3 separate regions of the Mus musculus genome follow, and regions 1 and 2 are each linked to region 3. Evidence: chromatin contacts called from public Hi-C and promoter capture Hi-C data. All regions are on one chromosome and are shown on one strand. The core of a region is the stretch at or near the end of the contact, and the rest is flanking DNA. Distances in the headings are between cores, read along the strand shown.

The links. Promoter capture Hi-C pulls out the DNA fragments that hold promoters and counts their contacts. A called contact is a pair of places that touch in the nucleus more often than the background predicts.
Region 1: a Hi-C map of B cells shows a contact between it and region 3, with 11 read pairs. The contact joins the promoter of Surf4 here to the promoter of Traf2 in region 3. A contact is called at or near these places in 2 of 39 promoter capture datasets (liver and pre-B cells) and 1 of 484 Hi-C or Micro-C datasets (B cells).
Region 2: a contact with region 3 is called in a promoter capture Hi-C map of pre-B cells, with 4 times the contacts expected there. The contact joins the promoter of Snhg7os here to the promoter of Traf2 in region 3. A contact is called at or near these places in 2 of 39 promoter capture datasets (liver and pre-B cells).

What each region holds. Positions count from the first base shown.
Region 1 is chr2:26,931,409-26,935,414 of GRCm38.p6, forward strand. Surf4 (surfeit gene 4) reads right to left here and starts at 2,103. Exons shown (of 6, transcript NM_011512.3): 1 at 1,867-2,103. The coding sequence starts at 1,914. Stkld1 (serine/threonine kinase-like domain containing 1) reads left to right here and starts at 2,648. Exons shown (of 19, transcript NM_001379463.1): 1 at 2,648-2,704; 2 at 3,906-3,992. The coding sequence starts at 2,690. It overlaps Gm36591 (a long non-coding RNA gene), which reads right to left and starts at 1,860. Exons shown (of 2, transcript XR_374179.1): 1 at 1-1,860.
Region 2 is chr2:26,640,759-26,644,662 of GRCm38.p6, forward strand. It overlaps Snhg7os (a long non-coding RNA gene), which reads left to right and starts at 1,363. Exons shown (of 4, transcript XR_003953776.1): 1 at 1,363-2,624; 2 at 2,939-3,009; 3 at 3,091-3,198.
Region 3 is chr2:25,545,231-25,549,262 of GRCm38.p6, forward strand. It overlaps Traf2 (TNF receptor-associated factor 2), which reads right to left and starts at 1,710. Exons shown (of 11, transcript NM_009422.3): 1 at 1,632-1,710. It overlaps Gm35476 (a long non-coding RNA gene), which reads right to left. Exons shown (of 4, transcript XR_866044.3): 4 at 2,695-2,835.

The sequences.
Region 1 (4,006 bases), core at 853-3,352, 1.4 Mb after region 3:
TGGGAAGATGGAGCCTTGATGGCCAGCCTCACAGGAAGGTAGGTGTCCAGTTAACAGCTCAGTGTTCTCATCAGCATCAGAAACACTTTTCCAGGTCTCATATGAGAAGCCCGACTTTCCAGGCAAATCTGATTTGCAAACTCAGTTCTACTTCTGTTTTCTAAAGACATGGATCTGTGATACTATCTGACAACACCTTAGAGTAACACTCCACTTTCCAACACATTAGATCCTTTCACTTAGAACGTTGGACTATCAGCACCTTCCTCATTGACAAATTTGTTTTCAAGGGTGCAGATGAATATCCAACACAAAAGCTCCCAGGACTGGTCACACTGAGGCCACTGGAAGGCTCCCTGATGCCTGACACTGGATCAGAAGAGCAGGAGTCACATCTCAGAAGCTCCTGTGGTATCCTCTGCTAACTTCCAGGTGGACTCTGAGGCTAATCCCTTAAGAAGGAACCTTCATTGGGAATTTTGGTTTTAAGCAGCAGGCCATCTACAGTACGGGCATCTTTCCACTGATGTGTAGCTGAAATCTAACTCCAGACCTGAGATGCCCTGGACACCAAGCAGTAGGAGACCCAGGGTTTCCTCCTGGGTGGTGGACACTGGCAAGTCCAGGAGCCCAAGCCAGTTACTTAGTGGGAGTGGCTACTGTATTCCCCACAAAAGCCTGTCCAGTCCCAAGATTTGGCTTCTTTCATTTAAATCAAAACAAAGTACATGGAGGACTTCATAAAAGATGAACTCTTTCTCCAGTTGAAATCTATCATTAGATAGTTGGCAGCTTCTTGGAGATAATTCATCTGATCTGGGTTGTGAAATCCACTTGCAAAATGGTGGGTTTTCCAGCTGAAGATCCTGAGGTGAGCCGCTCACAAACTTGGCTATGAAGCCATCTTCTTAGAGAGCTGCTACTCAGGAAGATAAAACTGGGTCACTGAGAATTATGTCAACGAAACCCATCACAAGAGGAAGACCTTGGTCCATACAATTTTAAAATTATGTATTTAATGCAAAATCGTGGCATTAGAAACTTTTCCAAAAGGGGTAGAAATGCCTTTAAAAAGATCAGCTCACAGGAAAATGGTTCAACAGAACTGAAGGTGAACATGGGGAGGTGACACCCCTCAAAAGGAGGGGTAGAGAAGCTCATTTGAAGATGGTCACACACACCCAACCTTCGAGTACTCTAGGCCAAAAAATGCCTCCTCGTATCACCGACAGCCACGAACACACTAAGTGAACCAAAACTGGCTGGCGGGTGGGCCCCGGCACCATTCAGCCTCCAGGGCTAGTTCAGGTTATATTATGACTTCGCAGATCTAACGGGACAATTTCAGAAGTCAAAGCCTCACACTCACACAACTCCCACCCCATCCGTCGAACTTAATTGTAAAAAGTGGTGCCACCTGCGCCTCTCTCCGGCTCTAACCCTGCCCAGCTAGTCGCTCGGGCCCAGACTCATCCCAGGCCTTCCCTGCGGTTCACAAGCCACCTGTACACTTGGGAAGGCGAGCCAAGGGGCAGGCTCCTCTCCTTCGGCAGCGTGGACCCAGATCGGGCAACCGGAGCAGAGTCCACGCAAAGAAGGAAGGGCCAGGACGGTCCTGGACAAGGGCGGAGGGGCCACGCAGCGGGGCGCACAGAGTACCCCCTTCCCCAGAGGTCCCCAAGGAGCCGCCGCGGTTCAGAGGGCAGAGGGCACAGAGCAGCACCGCGGGCCCCGGGAGCCTCCCTGGCCGCCACCCCCAACCCCCCGCCCAGCCTCCCCTCGGATTTCTCCGTAGAGCTAGGCAGGACGGCGAGGACGGGCGTCCGTGGGGCCGTGACGGCCAGCGGGCTGTGGGGCAGGCCGCACCTGGTCGGCGAAGTCCTCGGCCGTGCCCATCAGGTCGTTCTGTCCCATGGCGGCGGCGGAAGGCTCAGCTGGCAGGTCCTGGGCGCTCGCGCCTGCTGCGGCCTCCACAGGAAGTACCCGGCGGCCGGCCTCGCTGAGCCGCGGCTGCTCTAGCGGCTGCCACGTAGGCCAAGCCTTAAAGGGACCGCGCCTCCCGCCGCGCCCCGCCCCGCCTGCCGCGCGCCCTCACGCTCCAGGCCCCGCCCGCCACGCTCGAGGAGCCTGGCGCCGGCGCACCGCCCTTCACGAACAGGCCCCGCCTCCGCCGCGCGCCCTTCACAGGTAGACCCCGCCCCCACACCCCAGGCCCCGCCCCTCCAGCCCCTACGGACCACCCCTAGCCCTTCAGCCTCTAGAACCCGAAGCGCTGACCACTTTCCACCCTCACCAAGCAGCAGGTCCCGCCCACCGTGCTGGTAGACTTCCTGCCACCTGTGTCTCCCGCCCGTAGTACTTGCGGCCCCGCCTGCCGCGTCGTCAGTCTCTGCCCCGCCCTCCACCCTACCCAACACACCGGGGCCCTGCCCTTCGTCCGAAACACGGCTCCCTATTCTCTGTGGCTTCTTTAAGGGGCATAGTACGAGTATGCCATGTACGAGCCAAAGTGCTAAGCAGACACGCCCCGGGTTGAGGGTTATGGAAGGCAGGTGGAGGGGCTGAGGAGGTGGGGTGGGCACACGGAGCAGTCACTACCGAGCATGCTCAAACGAGGGTTCGACTACCGGCCTGGCTCGAGGGCTTTGCCCGGTAGTAGGACAGTGAGGCAGTGTCTCCACGAGATACCATGGAAAAATATCAGGTGCTGAGATGCCCCCACAACCAAGGTCCAGTGTCCTTGGGCAGCGGGACAGGTCCGAGGGCCACACAGCCAGGCCCAGCCTCCATCACAGGGTGACCCTATGATCCCCGCATGTTTCCTCCTCCGAGTTCTCCTCCTTTGAGTCCTCCCAGGGCCTCAGTTTCCCTCTAAAATGATGACCAACCCCCAAGTCTGACCACTGGTTGGAGAATGGTGCACGTGCCCTTCCCCTTCCCTCCATGTATGGGGTCTTTAAAGGCAGAACCTGAGTGGTTGTTTTTTTAATCGCTTTTTTCCTCACATGTCAGCCTCATTAATTGTTAGACTCGGCTTATAAAAGCTTCAGTTTCGCTCATTTTCTTTTCCTCTTTTCCAGTATTCTTTGAGAGAAGGCTTACATGCGTTAGCCAAGCAAATGCACTTCTGATGGCCAGAAATGTTTAGAGAAAAACAAAAAACAAACCACTGCTCACTACCTGGGCTGAGCTCCAACGGACACCCTGTATTCCCTGTATGCTAATTATCCTTCCCGTACTGCCTACATATCTTGTCCCCTACCCCACGCTGACAGTGGCCTCTGTACTCAGGCCTCAGCCACCTTCTACCTGACAGCACTGATCTTGTAGAGTTCTGGCTTACAGACCAGTTCTGAAGGTGTGGCTTCAAAGATGAGCTCTGGCTCAGACCCCAGTCCCACAGCCACAGGCAAGGACCTTGCTCCTAGGCCCCAGTATCTATCTCTCAAGTGAATTGTAGGCAGCACCAGTGCAGGTTACAGAGGATGGCTGGGAAGCACTTCCTTCAGTACTGTGCCCTAGACGAAGCTATGACTGCACCAGTTACACAAATCACAGGCCTTGTTTGGATGTTCATTTTGGCGAAGGGTACTAGATGGGGTATCACTAGGGTTAAGAGCCACTTCTGCCCCCAGCCCCACCCCCCAACTGTCTCTTACCTATAAGGCTGCCCCTGTAGGCTTGGGGAAGGCCATAGGCTATAAAATAAGAGTTCCAGAATGGGCTTCGAGGGAAATTGTATTGGCCCCACCCTGGAAGGCTTCTCAATCCATCACCTAAGGCCATTTCCTCTACAACAAAATTGAGAGAAGAAGCCATACTTGGGGGTGGAGTGTGGAACCATCACATGTAGGAAGTAGAGAATAATGTGACGTTCTCAAAGTCTCTCTCTTCCTTGAGGATAGCTATTGCAAATGCTGAATCCTGGAGCCTTAGGGGTGAACCTGGTGGTGGAAGAACTGGAAACTGAAACCAAGTTCTTGATAAAGCAGGTAAGGTGCAGAGC
Region 2 (3,904 bases), core at 113-2,612, 1.1 Mb after region 3:
CAGCTTTTAGAAGGTTGGCTGTCCTCTGCTTCAGGACAGTGCTGGAAGACAAATAATACACTCTGACTACTTGCTGTGTTGTGTCCCGCACAAGTACAGATTTGTCTTTTAAGTCCTGAAACTGATGAGGGCTCCCAGGTGATGGGGTGAATTGTGGGCCTGGGGACACACCATTGAGCACTCTTCTTTTACTGGTGGGCCAGCCCAGCCACACTTGTTAATAGTCCCAAGTTCTTGAACCCTTATATTGCCTGCCTGTCTGCCTTCCCACCTCCCTCTCTCCCTTCCTCCTTCCTGTTTTTTGATACGATGTCTCATATAGCCTAGGCTTCAAACTTGCTATGTAGTTGAAGATAAGTTGAACTTCTGATCCTCCTGCCCCTAACTTCTAACAACTAGATTTTGAGGGGTGAACTGTTATGCGTGGCCCAAAGCCTTGAAACTGGAGTTACAGATGGTTTTGAGTCGTCATGTGGATGCTAGAAATCAAACCTGGTTCACTAAGGAGCGGGCTCTTATCTTAGCCTCACGACTTGTTACCAGTCACTTTTTGTCTTAGTGATCTGTCTTAATTTCCTTTTCTGTAGCTGTGATAAAATACCAAGACAGAAGCAGGTTAAGCAGAAAGTGTTTGGGCTGCAGTTTGAGGTTGCAGTTTAGCATGACAGGGAAGTAACAGCAGTAGGCTTGAAGCAACTGGCCCACATGGCAGGTCAAGGATTAGAGAGTGATGAATGCTGGTCCTCAGATAACCCCTTCTATACTCCAGGATCCGAGCTAGGCCAGAGAATGGTGCCACACAGAAGGAGTTGGTCTTTCCATCTCAATTAACCTAATCAAGATAAGCCCTCCCGTACACCCAGAGGTTCACCTCATGGGTGATTTTAGATCTTATCAAATTGCAAATTGAGATGAACAGTCCCGATCCCTGACCAAAGCAACTTAAAGAAGGAAGAAATATTTGGCTTATAGTTCAAGGGAATACAGTACCGTCATGAGGCAGCAGGCATGGCAGTAGGGCTAGGAGGCAGCTGACCACACAGACCCTACAGTCAGGAAGCAGAGAGCGAGAACGAGTGCCAGAGGCAGTCATGAGGTTAATTGCACAAATTAGCTCCTCTATTCACATTGATCCAAACAAAACTGCAATCTCCTGGACAGAGGGGTGTGGACAATGATTTTGGTGTGGATAGTGGAAGGCAGGATTCTGCTTCCAGAGCAATTCTGCATGTCAGAAAGTTGGAGCAGCAGCAGAGGTAGCAGCTTCAGCAGAGGTAGCAGCTGCGGCAGTGGCAGCAGTGGCAGCAGCAGCAGCACTGGCACCGGCACTGGCAGAGGCAGCGGCAGTGGCAGCAGTGGCAGCAGTGGCGGCAGCAGCAGCAGCACAAGGAGCTGCTAGGCTAGAAGCACAGAGCTGAGCTGAGGCCATGCATCTTTTCACACTCACTGCAGGGCTGGGCCTGCTCTCTGTGGTTCGAGCCACGATGCCTCCTCTGACTCCTGCCAGTCCTGAGGAGGTGATGGCCCTGGGGAGGGAGGACTGAGGGTAGCAACTGGCTTCCAAGCTCAGACCTTGGACTGGGTGTGTCTCAGGCCTGCAGATGGAAGCCACAGGTGATGTTGAAAAAAATACCTCTCTTACGTGCTTGGTGGGATCTTCTCAGGTGGGAGTGGGGCTTGAGCAGGTGTTCCAGGCCATGGTCATGTCTTTCTTCTCACTGTGTGCACTTAGAGACTAAGAGGCTGCTGGGGGACAGGGGAGGCTTGCTAGATGGACGCTGTCCTGGCTCTAGCTGGACTCCCAAGAATAGCCTGCCTTCCTTCCTTCCTTCCTTCCTTCCTTCCTTCCTTCCTTCCTTCCTTCCTTCCTTCCTTTCTCTCAGTGTGTGTGTGTGTGTGTGTGTGTGTGTGTGTGTGCTTCAGAGACACTTCTTATATTCTTCCAATGAGTTGATTTCAGATTTCATCCTGGGTAAGGCCCCTGTGACTGTTGTGTATCTGGGAGACAGAGCCAACTTCCTAATGATTTCAGGAGAAACTGAGAAGTCTGTTCCTTGCCACACCTCAGCACTTTGACTGTAGACAGTGAAGCAGACCGTGGTCAGTCGGTACAGTCATGGTTCTCTCAGGTCACCTCCTCAGCCATGTCCATTCTGCCCTGTCCTCCGGCTCAGCTCCCTGAAGTGAAAGGTCAACCTGTCCTCCAGATCACCTTTCTCAGTTCCCTCTGGATGCCTGTGCAGGGTCTGTGGTCAGGGCTCTTCCCAGGAAGTGTTTCTCCTAGGACGCCTGTGCCCTGTCTGCTTGGTTCTACCTACTGCTGCTGTTGGTGAGAGACAGCCATGGTCAGGACTCCTCCTGACATCCCGGCATCCCGGACCCTTCCATCTTGCACTGAGACCTGACTGCATTCTCCTCCTGCCTCTCACCCACCGTCTTCCAGATTCCCTTCTCCCTGCAACTGTGTGCACTTGTGACCTCCAACTGCAGATCTTGGGAAAGGGGTACATAAGGTGCTGGGCAGGAGACTTGCCTATTCCTGAGTCGAGATGGAAAGACCCGCTGCCTCCCTTCACCTTTGAGAGAAACAGTCTTGATGAGTTGGAGTTCAGGATGAACCTGACGTGAGTGGTCTCTGCGGAGGTAATGTCTGCTGCTGCTGCCAAACAGTTCTAAGTGTGACTAAGCACAGACTGCCTCACCTCTAGTAGTCACTGAGGAATGCAGCATTTTCTGTGTTGCCTGGGCAACACACCAGGTGACCTCTTCATGAGGTCAGAGATCTAACTTGCTGTGGTCTATGCCCATGCTGAATAGGGTGAGAGGATCTCTTGCACAGGATTGCTTGCTTCAGGAGAGGCCAGCATGGGTCCCAGAAATAAGAATGGGGAAGAACTAGGTGCCCTGGGGAGAGCCATACTTGGACCCTGTGTTCTAGGAAACCCATTGGCTGTATTCAGTACAAGCTGCCTCTGTATGAGGGAGAGGACCCTGGTATGTTCCTCACAGGTGAGTATCTGGGTTCCAATTCTTATTTCAGTAAAGGCCCAGGGGGAGATGGACTTCTCACATCACAGGTATTGTCCACAGGGTGGAGGCATGTCATCTACATCCATTTCCTGCCTGGGAAGGAGTCTGCCATTGCCTACTTCAGGGGCAACATGAACTATCAGTACTACCAGCTGCTGCTGCTCATGGGTGAGCTCCACTCTTTGTCTTTTAGCATGGACTCCTGGGGACAGACATGGACTAGGCCCATGTTTAGAAAAACAGAAGTCTGGTTTGCTTCATTCTACTCCTGGGGAGCCTCTCCTGCACTTCCTGAAGTCACCAGGAGGGGGGTGTGTAAGCCCTTGGCCTCTTTTACCTTCAGTCTTACATGAACAATCCTAGTGTCAGAGATCCCACATACTCCTGACCCACCCTGCCCTTGGCTACTCTGTCCCCCATGAGTCAGCGTTTTTATGATCCTGCTCTGAACAGGTTCCCATTGTGGCCCATTTATCACTGGGGACATTGGGCAGCATGAGCAGTCGTCATGGTAGGAGGGGTTGCAGCATTCAGAGGGTGGATGGAGACAGGAAGATGCCCCCCAAGGAAAGTCCTCTTTTCCAAGGTCGGCAGTGGCAGGTGGAGACATCATGAGGAGACCTCTCCCTGCCACCACTGTCAGCACACTGAGGACAAGGTGTCCTTCCCTCAGCCCTCACACACTTCTTATCTCTGTCAGCATTCAGCAGCTCTGTCCCCATGATCCTTTCTAACTTGGGTGTCACTGAGTGGCCTCCTTGTATTCCAACCTGCAATCTCTGCCTACCTACTCTCTCCTCCCATGATGGCTGCAATTGGACTCACCATTTGGAGGCTCTGACGTGGCTTGTGCAGGGTCTTAGGTTATAGCAGG
Region 3 (4,032 bases), core at 460-2,959:
AAAACAGTAGTGAGAGGAGAGGCAGGAAGCATCTCCTTCTTGGAAGAAGGTTTTCTCCAAGTTGGCTGCTGCCATGTCCTCTGTGCTGTCCAGCCTGCTGCTACTTCATGGGTGCAGGAGGAACCACAGCAGGGATTCCCAGAGAGCTCTGACTGGAAGTGCTCAGTGTGCTGCAGCCCAGGAGCCAGTGAGACTAGGTTATGAATGCACATGGCCCTTGCTCAGGTGTGTGGACATAGTGGAGAATCTCCTGAGGAGCCCATGGTGACTGGCAAACAGGAGAAGAGTAACAGGGTTCCAGGCAGCCTGTATTGTCAGAGAATAGTCAGTTTAGGTACGGACTAGAGGGTCCCAGGGAAAAAAACAGCCAACAGGTAAACACCTCACAGACCTGCTAGGCAGGCAAGGAGCCACCAGTTCAGACCAGAGACACAACTGCTGACAGCACTCAGCCTTCCAGATGTACACACAAGGCTTGATAAAAAACAACCCTTCCTTCAGCTTTTAAAACTCAAGTATTTATAAATCCATCATTAAGTATTCAGCAATAAAGTTAATTTTTAAGACTTAAACATCAATTTGAGATTGCTTGGGGTCTCCACCTGATAACAGTTAACTTTGGGTCACTAAATACCACCTTTCTCAGTCAGTTACGCAGGCAGGAAGGGGCCGTGGTGGCAAGGTCAACTGTGACTTCTCTGGGGGACTGGTAGCCAAGCTAGTGAGTTGCACACAAGACAATGATGACATTGCATTGTGTCCACGGAGCTGAAAGTTTGTTTCTCCGATTTTGGGGCCCGCTGGGAGTACGTCTGTGAGTTCTAATCAATCTCATGTCCTTTCCACCTACTCAGGGCTTCAAGTCCATCATGTGGAATATACACTAGGTCCAACCTCCATTAGGCAGGCGTCAGGAGGTTAAGGGCCCTGGGATCAGTCTCCACACCCTGACACATATGCATCTATCCCATCAACATAGTTTCCAGGGCGGTGGTGGCGCAGGCCCTTTAATCCCAGCACTCAGTAGTTCGAGGCCAGACTACTTTACAAAAAGCAAGATAGTTTCCAGAGAAACAGAGGTTCTGAGGGGCAGAAAGGTGAGATCTGAAAAAATAAAGGAGGACAGGGAAGGTAAACCACCAACAGGGAAGAGGCCTTATGGGGGAGGTGGTGTCCGTGATTTGTGTAGCCGGGTGTCAGAAAAGGCGACGTAAATTTGGCAGACCAAATTTGACTGCCCCATCCAAAAAGCATAAGTGGGTGGGAGGTGAGCGGTAAAAGTGGCCTGGGAGACCAGGTATTCGCTCAAGGCCAGTAAGGGCAAGTGGGGCTCGTGGGTCCCTCGGGCGCGATGCCGGACCGAGATCTGGGGCAGGGACCGTACTGCTGTAACCCCGAGCCACCGCGGTAGGCGCGCAGCCAAGCACCGCTGCGGACGTCGCGAACTTTTCCGGCCCCCCTCCCGCGACTTTCAGTTTCCGGCTCCGCGGCTCCGAAAAGTCTACCCACCCACCTCACCCAGACAGCGGCGGCCCCGCATCTGACCCCCAACCGCCACTCCCACCCCGCGCCTGACCCCAGCCCGGCCGCCGCTGAGAGTAGACCCCCCGCTTAGATCCGCGCCGCCTCACCCAACGGTCTTCGCGCGCCCGGAACTCAGCGCTCGCCGGGAAACACCCCCGCTGCCGCGGCCCGCCCCGTCTGACGGACAGACGCACGCGCCTACCAGGAGCTCACAGGGAGCAGCAGCGGCCGTCGATTTGTCAAATAGGCCGCCTTGACTCTGCCCGCTGACAGACGGAAGCAGGAACCTACCAGGAACGAGCACGGAACCGCAGAGAGCGGTGATTAGTCAGAGCGGCGCAGGGGGTGGGGGCTAAGCCGGTTTCTCCGGTTCCTAGCAAGGTTGTTGAGGAAGCTGCCTTGAGCCTCTCTTCGTGGACGTCAGTCACTTGCAGTCACTTGCCACCAAATGTAACTCGAGTTCGAGCCCTGGGTCCACATCGTGGAAAGAGAGCAGGGGTTTATGCATTATTTAGTCATACACACAAATAGACGAATAAGTGTAATTTAAAAGTTTAAAGAGTTAACATTTCAATGAATATTTGCGAACAAAGAAGTGTAGACAAAAGGGTATACTGTGGAACAAACTGACATACTACAGCTTCCGCGACGAGATTTTTTTCCATCTGTTGTGGGAGAGGTTGCAAGGATGAAAGGCAGGTACAAGGGGAGGGGGAGATGGGTGGGATGGGGTGCATGATGTGAAATGCACAATGAACCAATAAAAAGGTTTTTAAAAAAGTTTGAAGGATTCATCAAGAGCACCTTCAACCACATGAACAGGGAAATGTCCCCCAAGAAAGCTTATGTTTGGAGACTTGAGTCTACGTCAACATGTAGATTTGTACACCTCTGACAATTGTCTATTCTCATCTCTGCAGTCCTGTTAAAAAGGTATTTTAAAAAAATTATAAGTATGTATGTCTGTGCACATGAGTGAAGTATCCAGGGATTCCATACAAAGAGGCCATTGTATCCCTTAGAGCAAAAGTTATAGGCTCAGGGCTGAAGAGATGGTTTAGTGGCTAAGAGTACCGACAGCTCTTCCAGAGGTCCTGAGTTCAATTCCCAGTAACTACATGATGGCTCACAACCATCTGTAATGGGATCGGATGCCCTCTTCTGATGTGTGTCTGAAGACAGCTACAGTGTACTCATAAAATAAATAAATAAATCTTAAAAAAAAAAAAAAAGTTACAGGCTCTTGTGAGCTGGGACCCAAACCAAACTTCAGAACTCTGAGAGAGCTCTTAACTCCTGAGTCATCTCTTCCTGCAAAAAAGAAAAAAAATATATATATATGCTGACACATATCTCTATATATCTCTAGACATCACACACACACACACACACACACACACACACACACACACACGCTACACACATAACCACATATAAACAACACCATACACATATATGTATATACACACAAAGTATTTAGAGCTCACCATCAGGGGTGTCCAACCCACAGCATGTATCCCAGGATAGCATCCCAACATTTGTAGCTGTTATATCACAGTGTGGAAGGATGGACACCTCTGCACTCTACCCTCTGTGTCTTGCCTGCATTCATTCTGTAACTGACTTTAAGAGATACTTATGCTCTTCTCTTTGGCAACCAGTCTCTTGAAACAATGTACCCCAGGAAATTTAATTATTCTCCAGGAGTCTCAGAAGGAGAAAGAAGGCTGAAGCCTGGGGCCAACCGAGGAAGAAACTTGTCTCCTGGGAAGAGATGTGCAGCTTCAGGCCATCTTGCAGGCTAGCCGAGCTCAGACAATGATGGGTCAGTGATGGACAGGACCACACCTTGACCCAGCCTACTTAGTGATGCATACCTCCAGCCTCTACTTGAAGTTAATTACTTCATCCAGGAGCTGGAAGGTAGATATGGTGAAGGCTGTGTCATTGAATCTCTTTGTTTTTCTTTCTAGTATGGATACATTGAATAGATCTTTTCTGCTTTTCACTGGTAAAGTTCACCTCTGATTAGCTTATTGAGGACAAATGATTGAGCAGGGCTTGTTCGGGATGCCAAAACAGGCTCTGACCCTAATAACTCTGGTAGCAGTTTAATGAAGATTGCAAGGATTCTGGGAGCCGAGGGAGTCCAAGTGAGATCCTGCAGCTATGAAAACTGTTCTGGGACAAGAGCTGCTTGCAGCAGGCACTGCTGATCCAACCACATTGACTGCACACCCTTGCTCCTGTGGAAGTTGGAATTCCCCTAACTGAATCAGGAATCCCACCCATAGGACAGCAAAGTTGTCCTCTTCTGCTGAAGTTCAGGCAACTGCTGGGTCACGTAGCTTCCTGGAGCCTTTGGGGCTTATTCACGGTAGTGAGTCCACACCTGTGGAGCCTTCTTTACCAGTGGGAGGAGGTGTTTCCTGAGAGCCCCGAGGAGCCTGAGAAGCTAGCCTGAACGTAAGCTCATTCGCTGAGAGCATCTGCTCCCTCAGGGCAAAA